Linked DNA regions of Gossypium arboreum: region 1 is linked to region 2. A link is a contact called in public Hi-C data. All regions are on one chromosome and are shown on one strand. The core of a region is the stretch at or near the end of the contact, and the rest is flanking DNA. Distances in the headings are between cores, read along the strand shown. Region 1 overlaps LOC108473675 (beta-galactosidase 1). Region 2 holds the start of LOC108470598.

The links. A called contact is a pair of places that touch in the nucleus more often than the background predicts.
Region 1: a contact with region 2 is called in a Hi-C map of leaf, with 2.2 times the contacts expected there. The contact joins the enhancer-like site here to the promoter of LOC108470598 in region 2. A contact is called at or near these places in 2 of 5 Hi-C or Micro-C datasets (both in leaf).

Annotation. Positions count from the first base shown.
Region 1 is chr10:6,711,761-6,714,591 of ASM2569848v2, reverse strand. It overlaps LOC108473675 (beta-galactosidase 1), which reads left to right. Exons shown (of 19, transcript XM_017775376.2): 18 at 1-253; 19 at 334-897. The coding sequence ends at 444. Among protein-coding and RNA genes, the nearest start is that of LOC108473675, 7.1 kb to the left of the region's middle. Within about 2 kb of position 1,306, at least 1 of the 2 cell types and tissues checked has an H3K27ac peak or open chromatin away from gene starts, as enhancers often do. A contact at or near this core is called in leaf, where this site is marked.
Region 2 is chr10:6,668,970-6,671,669 of ASM2569848v2, reverse strand. It overlaps LOC108470598, which reads left to right and starts at 1,273. Exons shown (of 6, transcript XM_053020598.1): 1 at 1,273-2,216. The coding sequence starts at 1,599.

The DNA.
Region 1 (2,831 bases), core at 57-2,556, 43 kb before region 2:
TACTTTGGTACGCCGAGAAACTGACAGTGTCTGTGCTGATATCTACGAGTGGCAACCGAACCTAATGAATTACCTGATGAAAGCCTCTGGTAAAGTCAACAAACCCCTAAGGCCAAAAGTGCATTTAGAGTGCGATGCTGGGCAAAAAATCTCAGCAGTTAAGTTTGCCAGTTTTGGAACACCAGGAGGAGTCTGTGGAAGCTACCGCGAAGGAAGCTGTCACGCTCACCACTCTTATGATGCTTTTACTAGGGTATGATACTTTCTTACATTAACGCTTTGCTTTTTGGTTCATTGCTACATGAACATTGACATATGTTTTCGTGCTTTCAGCTTTGTGTTGGACAGAACTTCTGCACAGTGACTGTAGCACCCGAAATGTTTGGAGGAGACCCGTGTCCTAATGTGATGAAGAAACTCTCTGTGGAGGTCATTTGCAGCTGATGAACACATCAGAAACATATGAAAGAAACAAATCATTTTCTCTATATCCAACCCGTCACTCCGTATTCTTGTCTTTCAAGTAAATTAAGATCGCAACCATTTATTTTGGCTTTTACAGGGTGAAGTTGTACAATTATACAACACGCCCCTTGGCAAAAAGCTTATTAGATTGTGAAGTGATTGCAGAATAAGCTCTATGTATATACACAAATACGTATTCCTGCATGATATATAGAAAACCGGAAAAGCAATGGAAATCCGTAGAAGCTGCGCATTGAGACAAAGTACCGAGTCCATGCGCAAAGTGTTCTGTTGTTTAGGATAAGCAGGGAAGCCTCTGGTTTCTGGTAGTAAATGAGTGGATTGTCTTGTAGTCTTATATATTTGAACAATCTGGGAAGCAATCTTATCATTGTTTTGTTCTGGAAGATAATAAAATCATGTCTTTCATGATCTCTGATCTGATAATTTTATTCATACTGCGTATATTAAATGATAAAAAATAATGTGTATAAACCCGGAAAGGATATTCTTTTGATTTTTTTTTTTAATTCTTGATGTCAAAGAGGTAAAAATAATGATATGTTCAAATCTAATTTACCATACTGTAAGTACATCAAATATAAATATTGTTGAGTAATATTTTTTTTCGTGTCGTATTAAGTGAAACGCAAGGGTATTTATGCATGTTCCTATTGCTATTGTTACAACTCACAGTAGGGTCCATTATCTTGTCTTGGTCTTGGGGTCGATGACGTTGATATTCCTTGTCTTTGGTGCAGACATTCCTTGGGCATCCCTTGCCTTATTGGACACGCGTCTGTGGAGCACGCGGTTTTTTTTTATCTTGGGACTGACACCTCTAGGGAGTCTCGTACCAACTAGTCACGAGCGGGGGTCCCTTGTAGGGCTCGTGATCCCTTCTACGGACATAGCACGCGACCCTGTTCTTGCAAAGCTTACGCGAGCTCTCCTTACGAGCTATCTTTGCGAACATCTAATATCCCAGTGGAGTCCCTAGTAAACTATCTTTACGGTGAACATTCTTCTTCCGGGTTGGGTCTATTCGGGTCAGAGACCCGGGCCCTATTGGGTCATTTGGGCTAACGGTTACCAAATCCTAACAATCCAGTCCCTCCTTAGTAGGCCTAAGGGACGTTATAAAGTGGCGGGCCTTAGGTCCATTTCGAACACAGCTTGTTGGGTACGACGCAAGTCGTCGTGCATAACAGCTGCCTTGCCATGTGTGCACCCGGGTAATGGATGCGCACATATGACTGTTGAGAGATGAATCGTTTCTTCTTACTTGTATCTGGGTCGTTAGTTCATTTTTGGCCATCCAAACAGTTTAAGAAACCTTTCTTAAAAAGGGGATCTTCAAGGGTTTAGGTTTCTTCACTGTTTGGTATTTTCTGCAATGTGGAATTGAGGTAATTCTCACAAATCTTTTCTACTTCTTAGTTTCTATTTCTGTTTTCCTTTTATTCAAATCATGGTGAGGATGAGAGAAGCCCAAAACCACATCGTTGTGGCCCGTCTGGTTCTAGTCATTATAACTAAGAAGCCCTATATCTGCATCACCACACCGAATGAAATGGAACGGGCTCTGACTGTACGGGGAATAAAGCTCTCCTACTTTGCCTATGAATTTTTCATCCCTTCGAGGTCACACTGTGTGTGTGAGGCAATGAAAGATAGTTTCCTTCTCCCGTTGCACATCCTAGAAGCGGGATTTCACCTACCCTTACATTCTTTCTTATGTAACCTCCTTAAAACTACAGCTTCACTCCTGGTTAACTATCCAGTTTTTCCTAGTGGCTAGCCATGGTGTACTTTCTCGATAGCTGTCAGCGTCGTGAAGTACCGATGCTCTCTATCTTCCAGCATCTGTACCAGTTGAAGGGGAGTGATGTGGGGGGTCAGCAGGGTTCTACTACTTTTCCAACTGTCGGAAGGCGCAGACGATCATATGAAATCAGTGCAAGAACCTTCGACTAAAACGAGGGAATTATATCCAAGTCCGTAGCATCCTTGGCGAGGACTTTGGGTTCCAAACCAAGTAGTCTTCCCTTAGTGAAGACATGTGCGCCTTATAAAAGGAGTCTTACCACTGATGAGGCTGTTGCGCAATTTCAGAGGTTGGATGTTGGTCGCGTACTAGCCCTCGAGGCGGTATTGATTGCTAGGAATGTCTTCATGTTCTGTCTGGAGAATCTTAACCCCAACAGTTGGAAGGTTGGCGACAATTAAAAGGTCGTACAGTCAGTTGGTGGGCGACCAACGATGAGTACTTGACCTTATGATTCTATCGATCAGTTGGGCATGATATTAACGAGGCGTTTGGAGGATCCTATGAACTTATTATACCATTATTGTAGGATGACGCT
Region 2 (2,700 bases), core at 24-2,523:
GATGTCAATGAGTAGGAGCAAAGCAATGAAAATTTGGTGTAGAGGTGGAATAAGAAAATAAATGGAGGAACTTGAAAATTTCATGAAAAATGGATTAAAAAACAATATGAAAACGCAAAATTACAATAAATCCACTTTATCCAAGGGTAGCCCTTACTTGCCTATTTTAGATTTGCCTTCTGTACATTGGCATAAAAAAAAATACAAATTCAAAATAATATCCAAGGGGGCTAAGGCCTTGCTTGCTCGTTTTGGATTCACCCTTGCCCTTTGGCATCCAAAATTAAAAAAAAAAAAAAATCAAAATAATATCTAGGGGCTAGGACCCTACCTACCTCCTTTTGGATTCTCTTTGCTAACAAGACATTGGTAAATACTATCCCACGAACTTTTACAATTTTCTATTTTTCTCTTCAATCTGTTGAACAATGCATGCAGGGTTTTTATGTTGAGTAAGAAGATTCCCAACTTAATTTACTTTACTATGAATATTGTAGAATAAACAAGAATAAAAAATAACACAAAAAGAAAAAAGCATAACTATTTAAAAAATAATTAATTACGAGGATACAAATTATGATATCATAAGATGGCAACTACATTTATTCTGCCCTTTGATCAATGCTTTAATTCCCATTGCCATTAATCCCTTGATGCAAGTAAAAATATGATTATTTTCGGCAAGAAAATAATTGAACATTAATATAAAAAATAAATAAGCAAATATATCACACACATATATATCAATTTATGGCACATGAGTGAAAAAATATAACTAAGACGTTTAAGTTGAAATCTTATTACATGTTTATTTTTTCTACATATTACATAAAAGATAAAAAGATAAAAATATTTTTATTGTAATATTTCTTACTTTGTAAAAGGAATGAATTGTTAGTGATTTTACAATTAAATCGAAACTTTGTTGATGGGTGACATTAATGTAACTAAATATTAAATGAGTAAAAAACTATAATAAAACTTAGATATTATTGTGGTGCGTTAGGTTCATATTTACATATTTTAAAATTGGTTTAAAGGGTAAAATTAAGATATTAAAATTATAATATTTTAAGTTTAAAATTCATATATAAAGTTATAAAAATAACATTGTTATTTTATAAAAATAATATTTTAATAATTTCACAACTGAACTAAATTTATCGAATGTGACAAGGCTTAATCAATTGTGTAAGTGAAAAAAATTATAAAATAATTATATTGAGACAAACATTGATTTAAATCTTATTATAAAATGAAAAGATAAGTAGTGAATTATATAGATATGATAAGAAATCAGAATTGAGAAACAATTTTCATTTGTGCATTAGTACTAGGAAGGAACATAAACCTCTTTGTAACCAAACATCAAAACATTTTATCCCTCTCTCGCTCTGTATATTGTTTTGTCGTGATGACGCGTTTTAATGGCGGCTAAACCTTCAATTCTTCTTCTTCTTCTTCTTCTTCTTCTTCTGCCATAGTTTTCCTTTTTATCTTTTAAACAGACAAAAAAAAAAAAAGAGTTTATATATAACATTCCTTTTCCTTTCTTTGCCTTCCATATTTTTACTTTGCTTTGCTCCTATCCTTTCCAAATGTTTTTCTTCTTCTTTCTCCTTTCTTTCGTCCTCTCTTTCTTATTCTTATTCTTTTCTTTTCACTATAAAAAACTCCATAAACACCAACAACTACAAGAAGAAGGCAACCCCCAGAATGATTCTGCCCTTTTGAACTGCTGTTTTCCCGATATTGTTGATACGAGGGCACAAACCCGGGGAAACGACTCTACTCATTTGCCCCATACTCTTCTTTTACAGATTATGCCTTCCGATTCTGCAAAATGGGCTGGTTTGTTTACCGGGGAGAACCAACAAAAAGGGGATGCCAGTCGGGTCGGGTCGGATCGAGATAGGGAGCGGTGTGAATCAGGTGGTGAGGATCAGAGGACGAAGAAGAAGAAGAGAAGAGGGAAGAAGAAGAGATTGGATTCCAAAAGTGAAGAAGAAAATGGTGACGGAAGGTGTAGTTGTTCAGAGCAGGAGAATAAGAAAAAGGAAGAATCGGGTCGGGGGGATCCGGGTTGTCGGATCAAACCGGAGCTGGTTTGCTTGTATCCATTTACATCAACAGGTAGTGCTACGCAGAGGAAGATTAAGCAACATTATGACCAGCTTGTTAAGTGTCATCAAAACAAAGGATTAACATTAGCTCAGGTATCTTCTTTTTTTTGCCTTCTTATTATCACCTTAATTTTTTTTTAAAGTTTTGATGTTTTTCATTGCTGTTCTTTTTAGCTAGTAATAATCAAATCTTGTGTAGTTTGTTGCTTAAATATATGGCATATCTTGATACTAAAGCAAGTCTCATTGTTGCTTCATATTTTAATTAATGCTTTTTTAGTTCTCTAACTATCATTAAGCTATCTGGAGAATAATTTGGTCAGGTCTTTTCTCATTTCAATCAATATTTTAAAGTTTAAATATTTGTTTTCTTTGCTTAGGAGGTAAGACTATCCCATTTGTAATTTTATGAACTTGTGTTATATCTTTTCTGCAATAAAATGTTAATAAAGAAAGAGAAGAGAGGGAGCAGAATCTGAAAACTTTTGCTTGAATTAAGTGAGGAAATCTAGGCCACATTTGGGCATTACTTGCAAACAAGGGCTTATTGTAACCGTTACTTAAGACGGTCCTCGAA